4 separate regions of the Sus scrofa genome follow, and all the other regions are linked to region 1. Evidence: chromatin contacts called from public Hi-C and HiChIP or PLAC-seq data. All regions are on one chromosome and are shown on one strand. The core of a region is the stretch at or near the end of the contact, and the rest is flanking DNA. Distances in the headings are between cores, read along the strand shown.

Evidence for each region. A called contact is a pair of places that touch in the nucleus more often than the background predicts. HiChIP or PLAC-seq counts read pairs in DNA pulled down with a chosen protein or histone mark.
Region 2: a contact with region 1 is called in an H3K27ac HiChIP or PLAC-seq map of alveolar macrophages. The contact joins the promoter of COPS6 here to the promoter of C3H7orf43 in region 1. A contact is called at or near these places in 1 of 47 Hi-C or Micro-C datasets (undifferentiated spermatogonia) and 1 of 2 datasets of contacts at active chromatin or transcription factors (alveolar macrophages).
Region 3: a Hi-C map of alveolar macrophages shows a contact between it and region 1, with 2.2 times the contacts expected there. The contact joins the promoter of TAF6 here to the promoter of C3H7orf43 in region 1. A contact is called at or near these places in 3 of 5 promoter capture datasets (fetal liver, fetal skeletal muscle and liver), 10 of 47 Hi-C or Micro-C datasets (alveolar macrophages, blood, embryonic fibroblasts and 5 more) and 2 of 2 datasets of contacts at active chromatin or transcription factors (alveolar macrophages and skeletal muscle).
Region 4: a contact with region 1 is called in an H3K27ac HiChIP or PLAC-seq map of alveolar macrophages. The contact joins the promoter of LOC110259879 here to the promoter of C3H7orf43 in region 1. A contact is called at or near these places in 1 of 47 Hi-C or Micro-C datasets (liver) and 1 of 2 datasets of contacts at active chromatin or transcription factors (alveolar macrophages).

The regions. Positions count from the first base shown.
Region 1 is chr3:8,161,278-8,164,172 of Sscrofa11.1, forward strand. C3H7orf43 reads right to left here and starts at 1,461. Exons shown (of 10, transcript XM_013995411.2): 1 at 539-1,461; 2 at 231-326; 3 at 8-137. The coding sequence starts at 949. It overlaps LAMTOR4 (ragulator complex protein LAMTOR4), which reads left to right. Exons shown (of 8, transcript XM_013995418.2): 5 at 323-405. GAL3ST4 (galactose-3-O-sulfotransferase 4) reads right to left here. Exons shown (of 5, transcript XM_013995412.2): 5 at 1,632-2,895. The coding sequence ends at 2,057.
Region 2 is chr3:8,001,099-8,004,119 of Sscrofa11.1, forward strand. COPS6 (COP9 constitutive photomorphogenic homolog subunit 6 (Arabidopsis)) reads left to right here and starts at 1,604. Exons shown (of 10, transcript NM_001105299.1): 1 at 1,604-1,706; 2 at 1,919-2,044; 3 at 2,255-2,386; 4 at 3,003-3,021. The coding sequence starts at 1,643.
Region 3 is chr3:8,025,627-8,028,533 of Sscrofa11.1, forward strand. TAF6 (transcription initiation factor TFIID subunit 6) reads right to left here and starts at 1,356. Exons shown (of 15, transcript XM_021086197.1): 1 at 1,064-1,356. It overlaps CNPY4 (protein canopy homolog 4), which reads left to right and starts at 1,371. Exons shown (of 6, transcript XM_021086210.1): 1 at 1,371-1,618. The coding sequence starts at 1,504.
Region 4 is chr3:8,389,443-8,392,151 of Sscrofa11.1, forward strand. It overlaps LOC110259879, which reads right to left and starts at 1,426. Exons shown (of 2, transcript XM_021086226.1): 1 at 901-1,426. The coding sequence starts at 1,251. It overlaps LOC100514038 (TSC22 domain family protein 4), which reads right to left. Exons shown (of 6, transcript XM_013995454.2): 6 at 1,503-1,965. The coding sequence ends at 1,732.

The DNA of each region.
Region 1 (2,895 bases), core at 211-2,710:
TCCCCACCTTGGGCCTTGAAAGCGCTCTGCTCGCCCCGGAAGGTCTCCCCAGGAGATCGGGTCTGCAGCAGGCGCAGGTAGCCTTGATCTCTGACCTCTGGTGCCTCAACCTCCCGCTTCCACACGGTCACTACAATCTGAGCACAGGGGACACAGGACCACAGTCGAGAGGAGAGACACAGGCCAGTTGTCTGAAATAAGGAAACAGCTCTACCCCTTGCCAGTATTACCTTGGCCTTAGGTGTCCCTGGGGGCAGTCTGTCCAGTGAAACGGTGAGTGGGAAGATGACCTCATCTGTGGACACAATTGGTTCCTCCACAGGCAGCTGGGTGGTGAAAGAGGTGAAGAGGTCAGGAGAGTCAGAGGCAGCCCGCGGCGCCAGCGTCCCCTTTAAGATCTGCCCGGTACGTGGTTCTTGCCCTCCCCTCTCCTCATCCGTCATTCTCTTCCCGCTACGGGCTTCCCTCTCCCCTCCGGGTCTTTGGAGCCCAGCACACCGCCCCTCCACCCTCTGCCGTGTCACCCCGAGCTCCTCACCGTGGTCGCTCCCCCTGAGGTAGCAGGGCCCGGGCCATGGGTGAGGAGGGGGCTGCAGCCTCGAAACACCCCCCCACCGCCGGGATCCCCGCCCCCCGGGGGTTCGGGATCCTGATCTCCGGAGCCGCCGCCCCCAGGAGCCCCGCCTCCGGCGCTGACTGAGGCCAGGGCGGCCAGGGCGGTCGCCAGTTCTGCCCAGGCCCCTCGCGAGCCCAAGCCCGGGCCGCCCCCAGCGCCGGACCCCGCGCCGCCCCGGCAGCGCAGCACCAGCAGGAAGCGGACAGTCTCCCCCAGGTAGAGGTGGTTGCGCCGGGGCAGCGCCCGGTACCGGCCCGGGTCGCCAGCCAGCTCGGCGCGGGGCGGCAGCGGCACGGCGGGGAAGTACATCGAGTAGTCGCACTGGGACTCCATGGGCTGCGAGGACAGCGCGGGCCAGGGGCGAGGTGGGGCCGGAGGAGGCCGAGGGGGCCGACGGGGTGGGCCCGGGGAGCCCCGACCCCCGACGGGTGCTGCGCGCGGCCGGGCCGGCCCGAGAAACCGACCGGGACCGGGAACCGGGACAACGAACCCGGAACCGACACCCCGCGGGGGCCGGAACCGGGGTGCAGGGCCGAATGACTGGCGAGAAACCGGAAGCGGAAGGGAAGGGGCGTGGCCTCCGAGGCCCCGGAATTTGTGGGTGACCGGACCGTGAAGGAGAGGGGCGGGGTGCGGCTGGGGTTAGGCTGCGGGAGGAAGGGTTTAGGAGATACTGCAAACAGACTTCTTAAAGAAGAACTGCTAGGAGTTCCCTTTGTGGCTCAGGAGAAACAAACCCGACTATATCCATGAGGATGCGGTTTTCATCCCTGGGCCCGCTCAGTGGGTTAAGGATGTGGCTTTGCCAGCTGCGGTGTATTGGGATCTGGCATTGCTGTGGCTGTGGTGTAGGCCGGCAGCTGCAGCTCCAATTCGACCCCTAGCCGGGGAACTTCCACATGTTGTACCTGCGGCCCTAACCCCCCCCCCCAAAATGTTAAAAGAACCCCCTCCTATCCCGTTTCTCTTAGGAAGATGCTCCATCCCCTTCCCTTTCCACCCTACATAGAGCAGGTCGAAGTTCCAAATTATTTATTCATTCAACAAACATTTCATGGTGAAATGAGCATAGCCCAGTAACAAATATTTCATATAGAAATGGACTCATTATTCCAGTCCTTTGGGTTCCAAGCTTTCTCTGACATACTCCAAGGTTTGCTCCTCCAGGGCACCTCTGAGAGTGCTACTTGGAACTGCAGTGTGTGGGGGTCGTGCTGGAAAGAGGAAGGGGCCGAAAGGGGGAGGGAGGAGGTTACTGGTAGGACTGGGATTCCTCTGCACAGGCAGTAGGTCATGGAGACCAGTCCATGCAAAGTTCCACTGGTCCTCTAGGGAGCAGATATGCTTTCTGAGGGAAACAGGGCATTTGACTGCCCCACACTCATCACATGTGCCCTGTGGCTTGGCGGCTCTTCAGCTTAAGATGTAGTGGTCTGATGCCTAGGGAGAGGATAGCCTTGAATTTTTAAGGGGCAGAGAGACTGTTGGGGGAAACTGCTTGGCATCCAGCTTGTCCTTGTACTGTAGCTCAGGGGTAGCCAGGCGCTCACACTCTTCCTGGTCCTGGAGGCTCAGTCCACTCCGAAGCACGTAGCCCAGAACCTTTCCTGACCCAAACTGGAAAGGGCGGAACCGCCGGTCTGTGATGTATTTGGGGTCTAAAGCCTCACCCCCCACAAGACAATGTTTAGCCAGGGCCTCTCGGCGAGCCCGGAGCTCCGCCACAGCACTGTCCAGCCGGCTCTGGCCGTATTGCTTTATCCGTTCCCACAGACTGTGGTTGAAGTGGACATAGAGAGCCCAGTCTAGATTGTTCCAGGCCCGGGCCCGTGCAGTCAGCTGCCTGTCCTCAGCAGTCAGCCCATCGTCACTGACAGCACTTCCACTCTGCCTGCCTCCAGCCTGGGCGTTGTGCATGAAGCCCACCACGTCATCTAGCCCCCAGCACAGGGCATCTGCCAACAGGACCAGTGACTCATCGAAGTACTCAGCCACCAAGACCAAGTCAAAGACAGAGTCCAGCCAGGCCAGACTCCACTGGATGAAGGATGAAGATCCCAAATCTGAAGAAGCAGGGCTGGATGTCCTACTGTGACCGTCAGCAAGGGTGGGAACAGGATGGAAGAGAGCGTTAGGATCCAGGGTGTGGGCTGGAGGGCCAGCACCAGAAGGCAAGACACGCAGCTGTGGGGCCTTGGGGTCTCTGGGGGGGCGAGGATTCCCTCTTTTGGTCCTCATCTCTGGAGGGAAGGGGAGGCCAAAGTCAAACCATAGCAAGT
Region 2 (3,021 bases), core at 354-2,853, 160 kb before region 1:
AAGCATTACACTCCTTAGCAGCTGCCTATTATTTAAAAGAGACACATATTTCTGACCTTATTTTTCCTAAGAGAAGTGAGCCGTATATAGAGAAGTGAGGTTCTTCCATAACCCTCTCAGTTGCCTGGGAGTTTTTTCACTCGTTGGGGATTAGAATGAGAGCTCCTCTTTCTTTATTCTTTCCTTTGTTTTTTGTGTTTGCTTGTTGCTTTGGAGAGGAACGCTTTCTTAACTTCCCTTTGGCCAGGAGATCTCCCTCCCTGCAGGATTTCTCAGGCCTTTACTTTGAGAGTTGCTGGTCGTTTAATTTCCCTTTATGCAGGCTCTTAAATGGAGAGATAGCTTAATTCGCACCAGTCACTATTATCACCAGAAAACATCTCTGGGCAGCAGAGTAGGCTCCGCAGGTAAAGGTACAGGTCTCTACCTGCTTTTTAGGAGCTAACACTTGGGTGTGTTACAGACACACCTAAAGAACCAGCCAAATTGTAGGGGCGACAAGACAGGGTAAAGGCAGTGTACACAACTTGCTCGGGTGTAGGGGTGGGGAGAGGGCTGGAGTGGGCTAGGTTTGCCGGAGGTGGTTTTTTGTTTTTTCTTTTTAGGGCCGCACCCTTGGCATATGGAAGTTCCCAAGCAAGGGGTCGAATCCGAGCTGCAGCTGCTGGCCTATGCCACAGCCAATGTCAGATCTGAGCCCAATCCGTGACCTCTGTTGCAGCTTGTGGCAACGTTGTATCCTTAACCCACTGAGCAAGTCCAGGTATCGAACCCACATCCTCATTGATACTAGTTGGGTTCTTAACCTGCTGACCACAACGGGAACTCCCAGAAGTGAGTTTTGAAAGACTAACGGAGACGGAGGGTAGAGGGAAGTTGGGAGGGGTTAGAAAATGCCAGGGATGTTCTCAGTGCTGTAGGTAATGAGGTGGAAGGAGGAAAGAAAGGATGTGTAGACCAAGGCACTCAGGACCAGGCTCCACTGGCAAACCATTCATTCACTCAAAAATCATTTATGGAGTTCCCCTGTGGCTCAGCGGGATTTGAACTTTTGTGGCTCTGATTACAGCTGTGGCGTGAGTTCCGTCCCTGGTGCGAGTACTCCTGCATGCTGTGAATGCGGCCCGAAAAAGAAATCATTTAGGTGCCCATATGTCAGGTAGTTTTGATCACGTGTTACAGTGATAAAGGCGACAGAACGCCCTTCGGTGGGGATGAGTGAGACGTGTGCAAGGAACAGACACGAGAGCCAATGTGGCTGAAGCACGGCGATCAAAGGGCAGAAAAGCAGAGGCCAGGGCTGGCTGGCGGGCAGGGGTCTGATCTTACAGGGTCTTGCAGGTGGTTAGGAGTGTGGCTTTTACTCTGAGGGCAACAACATGAAGTTTCATTCATGCTGCAGCAGCCTTACAAAGTAGGCAGTCTAATCCCAGTATACTTTAGGACGATCAGGGTGCGGTTAAGTAAGTTGTTCAAGGTCAGAGGCAGGCGAGAGGGCTACTAAGACCTGCCGGCTCTCCCCGACCCAGGGCTGCCTGCGCGGGTCTGGGCAGGCGCGCGCCACGGCCGCACTGAGCATGCGCTGCTGCCTACGGAAGCCGGCAGGGAGGGGGCGGGGCCGACACTGGCGGGCGCGGGGGAAATGGCGGCGGCGGCTGCGGCGAACGGGACCGGAGGGAGCAGCGGGATGGAGGTGGATGCAGCAGGTAACCGACCGGGAGGGAGCGGCTTCTGGAGACGCCCTTGGGGCGCGTCAAGGCCTTCCTGGACTCCCGGGGAAGTCGGGAGGGCGGGTCAGCGGCGCGTTCCCTGGGATAACTTGCGGGAGGGATGTATGGCCCGGCTCTGCTGGCTTCCCCTCCCATCTCCCGGGGGGAACGTGGGACCCGGACTCTCACCCTCTCTTCCAACTGCTTAGTCGTCCCCAGCGTGATGGCCTCCGGAGTGACTGGCAGTGTTTCAGTCGCCCTTCACCCCCTCGTCATTCTCAACATCTCAGACCATTGGATTCGCATGCGCTCCCAGGAGGGGCGGCCTATGCAGGGTGAGTGTTCGGCGTAATTCTCTGGCCTTCTTTTCCTGGTCATCTCCCCCAAACGGTGGTCCTTCCCTTTCCTTTGCTGAAGCCAATTCTTCCGCCGCAAACCACCCGTTTCCCTAGTACTGGGTTCACTTGACCTCAGACCCTCAGGCTATACTGATTTAACTAAGTTTCAGGATTCTTTACCCTCACCTCTTGTGTCCTCTCCTCCAGTGATTGGGGCTCTGATCGGGAAGCAGGAGGGCCGAAATATCGAGGTGATGAACTCCTTTGAGCTGCTGTCCCACACCGTGGAAGAGAAGATTATCATTGACAAGGAATATTATTACACCAAGGAGGAGCAGTGTGAGAGGGGAATAGAGGTGGGGGAGAGGAGTGGGAGTTAAAAAAAGAAAGAAAATCAGAATAGGGAAGGTGGAGAGGGTTGGGGGGAAAAAAATAAACAGGAGATGAGCAGAATGGAGGCCAAGTGACGAGAAGGTAGCTGTAGAGATCTTTAAAAAAGAACATATTTGGGAGTTCCCGTCGTGGCTCAGTGGTTAACGAATCCGACTAGGAACCATGAGGTTGCGGGTTCGATCCCTGGCCTTGTTCAATGGGTTAAGGATCCAGTGTTGCCATGAACAGTGGTGTAGGTCGCAGGTGCAGCTCGGATCCTGCATTGCTGTGGCTGTGGTGTAGGCCGACGGACACAGCTCCAATTGGACCCCTAGCCTGGGAACCTCCATGTGCTGCGGGAGCGGCCCTAGAAATGGAAAAAAGACCAAAAAAAAAAAAAAAAAAGAACATATTTGGTTACTTCCCACAAAGTAAGGAGAAGATAGAAGAGATGACTTACTCTAAACTGAGCCGGGATGGGATGGGGAGAAGCTGGTTAAAATCCACCAGGAGCTTCAAATTAAAGAAGCGATATTTAAAAAAAAAAAAAAAATACTCTGTGCTCTGGCCCTTTCCTCCTCAGTTAAACAGGTGTTCAAGGA
Region 3 (2,907 bases), core at 106-2,605, 140 kb before region 1:
TGCTGTGATGGCCTTTGCTCTGTTCCCTCTGCTTGGAATGCTCTTCCCCAGATGTCCCTGGCTGCTGATTTCTATCACCCTATTCACTACTGCACCCCACCTCCACTCTGCTTTAAAAAAATTCCCATGGAATTTAATATCTGCTAGTACACATTGTATTACTTCTTATGACTACATCTCCCTTTTCCTCACCGTGTCCACAGAGATGTTCGGTGTTATGTTCACTGATGTATTCTGAGACCCTAGAATGGAGCCTGAGACACACTAGATACTCAGTAATAAACATTTGTTGAATAAATGAATGAGTTGTAATACTTAAACATGTACGTGCTCAATAAATACTCGGTACCACTATTATCGAATCAACAAGACATAGGTCCAAGCTCGGAATCTACTTTTGTGGCCAAAAGGAAAGTGGCTCGCTTGAAGTTGGCATTAGGAAAGCTAATGTCAAAAGTGTTTAGGACTCACTGTGGGGTGTAGGTGGGGGGCGGGTGTGGGCCTACTGGAGGGGGCGGGAAGATGAAGGTGAAAGACAATTTAGTTCTCAAACTATCCCAAGTCTCCTCCCCCCTTTTACAAGCCTTATCTGCAGGGAACACACTTATTCAACACATACTCTGTGTCTGGAGCCGGGTATATAGGAGGCGATGGTGTCCCAGTTCCCTGGCGAACTCCCATTAATCCTGCAATACCCTGCGGTACCCTCTGCCAGTAAAGGCTCACAAAACACGCTACGGCCTTAAGAAACCTCAGGCCAGTGGAGTCGGCAGGAAGGCTTCACTGAGGGTTAACTTGACCTAGATCCATGTGGCAGTCTCCCCAACAGGGAAGCGGTTCGAAGGTCCCCGGGCAACGGGGACAGCGCGAAAGAAGGCGTAGAGAGCCCCCCTCATCCCCCCAACATCCCTCCAGTGCACACACACAGAGTCCCAAAGCGCAAGGACACACAACCAACCGTCCTCCTGCAGTCCCCACTCGGGCCCTTCAAAGGGCCTAATCCCGGGTACCACTCAGACCCGCCCCCGCCAGCCGAGCTCCCCGCGCAGGAAAAGCCTCTCACCGCCGCCAAAGCGCCGCTCACCCGGCGCTCGGCGCCATGTTGGCCCCGCCCCCTCCGGGCGCAGGTCCTGGCAGCGACCGAGAACAGATTACGGCCCCTTCCCCAAGCCGGAATAAGCCCTCTGGGCTCACGGCCTGAAACAATATAAAAATGGTGTCTCTGTGCCTACGTGTAAGGAGCACACCCTCTTGATGTAATTACTTCAGTTTATTCCTTCACTATCCGGCGGCCAGGACCTTCGGGAGGCGCCACAAAACCTAGGCGGGGAAGCCCGGAGCGCAACGAGGCCCCGCCCGCTATGGGGTCGGCACTGCGCGTGCGCCTCCTGCCTTGCGTTGGATTAATGCTGCAGCAGACACCTTCGGGATTTAAAGGGCCCGCTGCCTGTCCGGAGTTGCTTTGAAGGCAAGGGGGTGGTTGGTTGTGGACGACCCTTGATCATGGGACCTGTGCCGTTGGGAATGTTGCTTTTCATTTTGACTATGTACGGTGCTTGCGCTGGGACAATGAAGGAGGAAGACGATGACACAGAACGCTTGCCCAGCAAATGCGAAGGTATCTAAAGGGAGTAGCCCCTATTCGCATCTCTCTGCCCCACTTCCTTCGTCTGGGCCAGACCAAATGGACTATGATGGGTGGGTCACTCGACCTCCTTAAGGACCCGAGGGAGATGCTTGTGGAGCCTGATGGAATTCGAATGGGGTCAAGGGAAAGAATGCATAGCGCTCCTCCCAAACTATGGTACTACAATTCCCATGAGAAATTCAGAGGGAGCCTGCTTGTTCTTGCTGGTTTGGGTCCCAATGGTTTGTGGGAATTGTAGTTCAGAGACTATCGGTCCAGGACCGCCCACTCTACTGAGCATCTTCAATGTGTGTCTGTATGAGTGTGTGTGTATGTGTTTTCCGTATGCCACCAGACCTAAATCTGGGGAGCCTGCAGGAATGGGGTGTCAGGCTCAATACCTTGTGGACATCCTCTGCTCCACCCTGGCAGAGACTGTCCCAAATTACAGGCCTCATGCTCTCCTGAGAGGATATAGGAGTGAGTAAATCAGCCCTTGAAGCTCATAAAAGAAAGAAGAGGCCACACAGCTGGGAGAGGTTCCCCATAATTGTAAGGCTTTGAAGAGGGTGTGCGCTGAATGGATTTTACAGTGAGCAACATCTTCTGTGGCTGCATCACTTTTGGGGCCTAGCTGGGAGAAGACATTTCAGATCTGGACCATCGAGTGCCCTGGTTTCTTAGTTTGTTGCCTTCCTGGCTTTAATTTCTTCCTGAATTCTTTTCCCCTTTGCCTCACTGCACACTGCACTTCAATATCAGTGTTCCTCACTACTTAGTCCTAATCTCTCCTCTCCTTTCATTTGTGTCTCCATTCATACCCTCTTACACCTGTCAGTTTTTCTAAACATAGTCTTAATTGTGGTCTTTGCTTTAACACCTCTTCAGGCCTCCTGCTGTGATTAGATTACAGCCAAAGTCTTGGCCATAACATCCAAGTCTCTTTGTTGTCTGGCCTCCATCTCTCTTACATTTCCACACCCCACCTCCCATCCCCAAAGTGCCCATGTTTCAGCCATCTTAAACTTCTCAGTGCAACTGAGACTGCCTCATCCTTTTGCACGTCTGTGCTTTGCACGTTTTTCTTTTTCTTTTTTTTTTCCTTAGCCTGGAATGATCCTCTTCCTTCTGAATTTCATTCTTTAAGACCCATTTTAAATGTCACCTCCTTTGGAAGCCTCCTTCCTTATTTGTCACCTCCCACTGAATTGGAGAGAAGGAGAATACCTGTGTTTCCCTGGTCCTAGGATAGTGCCATAGACATGCTTTAGACACCTGTG
Region 4 (2,709 bases), core at 176-2,675, 230 kb after region 1:
CAGATTTGAGCCCCCCGGTATTACAATATTTTGAGGCCCTGCCTGGCTTCAGGCTAAACTCAGCACTCATTCCTGGCGAAGTCACCGTGTTCATGTATGGAACACCTGCTATGTTACGTGTGTGTACCTGTAATATGTCCTGTGGGAGCCAGACTCATTCATAGGACGAATGAAAAGCTACATGACCTTAAACATACCCCGTTCTGTCCCTCAATTTTCCTCGCGAAAAAATGGAAGTGATAAGACTTCATCATAAAGCTATTGTGAGAGTTACTTAGAACAAGATATAAGAATAGTCACGGTGGGTGTTTGATAAGTGTGAGCGATATTACCAGGACTGTAAATGTTGGGGCACCGTGCACAGCTAACAGGATCAGGGTAGCAGAGCTGCAGGGCATAGGGCTGGGTAGCCCACTGCTACTCCGGTCTTTTGGGAGAGGCCACCCAGATTCCCAGCAATGGAGCCCAACCCTGCCAGAGTTGCGGATGAGGGAGATGGCGGCAGGAGAATTTGCTGACTCTTCTAGTGAACTGGGTGCTGGGAATCTGCAAACCGTCCCTGCTGTTCCTCTCTGGCCCCCAGCCTTGCTCACGCCCACCACCTGCTCCTCAGGGCCGACCTCTCCCGGACCAAGACCCAGCGACACAGCAGTCCCTCCCTCGGTCCCGGGGCCTCTGCTGCCCTCTAGGCTCGGGACCTGCTGCCAACCTTTGCTCTCCCCCACCTCCAAGCCCTGTAACTCTGACATCCCAGAATTTTGCCGTCTGGCGAAATATCCACGCTTTTCCTTGGCGAACCACCTCTGCGCCTCCGCGTGGCCTGGGTAAGCGGGTGAGCTAAGCCGTAGAGGGAACTTGCGGCTCCTCGGTCTTCCCTTGTGTTGTCCCCTTCCCCTCTACCTCCCTCCGGAAGGCCAAGGCCTCCCGCCCGGCCTTCGCTCCCGCGGCGTCAGGCGGACACCCTCCCGAGTCTTCCGACTGCGACCCCGGCGGCCCCGCCCCCAGCCCGGGCCCTCTGCCCCCGGCAGCGCCACGTCGCCGCGGGGAACCCTGGGAAGTGTAGTTTTCCGCAGCTCTCAGTGGGGGCGTGGCTAGACGGCCCGCTGTTTGTCCGCCGACCCCAGGCGCAGGGCACTGACCCTCGCCCTGGCCGAGCCGGGGAGCGCCAGAGAGGCAGGGCCGTGGGCTGCGGAGGCGGAGTTTCCTGCGAGGTGTCATTCGCTGTGGGGTCTTGGACAAGTCCCATAACATCTGCAGCAGTCTCACTTGTGGGATTTCCAGGGAGAGCGTGGGCTCCGCATCTGGTACCCAGCGTGTCCTCGATGGATGGGCGCCGAAGCTATTGCTACTGGCCGGGCAGAGTTGCCAAAGGCAATCAGCTCCTAAAAGGCTTGTGGGCCCAACCCCGCGCCCCCCCACCCTCCCTGTTCTCAGGTGACTCTCCCTGTCCCACTCAAGTTCCCCTCTTTGCCTCTGGTCAACCACAAACACGCTTCTACATCTACTCAGAAATATCTGATATTTATTTCCCAACAGTTTGATAATTTTTTACAAATTGAATAAAAGGAATGAAGGGGAATATGTGTGACCCCAGGCCAGGCCTTGGGGTCCTGATAAGAGGTGACAGTATGAAAACTTCTCCTCACTCACAACCCGTGGCCTGCTGCCCCAACCTCTCCTATCAACCTTACCTAAGAGTGAGGTGAGGGCTGAGGATGTGGGGTTCCCACCTTAGAGGGGACTCCGGGCATCCTGTTTCAGGCTCTGAACTGGGTCAGTTTGGGGGCAGGTGTGGGCCCGGATGTGGCGCCGACGCCGCCTCTCCTGCCTGCGGGCCAGCTGCCGCAGTTGTTTCCGAATGGCCCACAGCACCAGGTACACTTCCCGAAGCATCTCAGCCTCTCGAGACTCCAAAGGGGAACGAGTCTTCATTTGGGAGGCAACTGAGGTAGAACTCACAGATGACTGTGAAAAAGAGAAGATGAGCGCAAGTGAATAGCACAGTCTAGGGAGAAACTGCTGGTGGGACCACCTGCAGATAAACAGCAAAGCCTTGTCTAATTCCACCTCCTCTGTCAGGCCTTAGCTTGGGCACTGCCTCCTCCAGGAGGCCTTCTCGGGTTGTCTCTGCTCTTGTGTTTGTCCATATCAGGTTTTTCTTTTTTGTCTTTTTCTTATTAGGGCCGCACCTACAGCATAAGGAAGTTCCCAGGCTAAGGGCTGAATCAGAGCTGCAGCTGCTGGCCTACGGTACAGACACAGCAACACCTGATCTGAGCCACATGTGCAAAACTACGCCGCAGCTTGTGGCAATGCCAGATCCTTAACCCACTGAGGAAGGCCAGGAATGGAACCTGCATCCTCACAGACACTGTGTCAGGTTCTTAACCTGCTGAGCCACAATGGAAACTCCCCATTTGTTTTATATGCTATTTGTTTTATAGACTCATCTGTTCTCAATACCAGCATATTATACATTTTATATGCTATTTGTTCTCTAGACTCATCTGTTTTCAATACCAGCATACAAGCTCCTGGAAGGCAAGGACCATGTCTGACGAACCTTTGAGTCCCCACTAGGATTTCATGAGGAGTGTATTAAAATGAAGGACAGAATGACACCTTGACCTCTGTCTCCAACCCAGAGCTCTCTCCTGGCCTCCAGGCCTGTATATCCCACTGCCTCCTAGACATCTCCCTGCACATGTC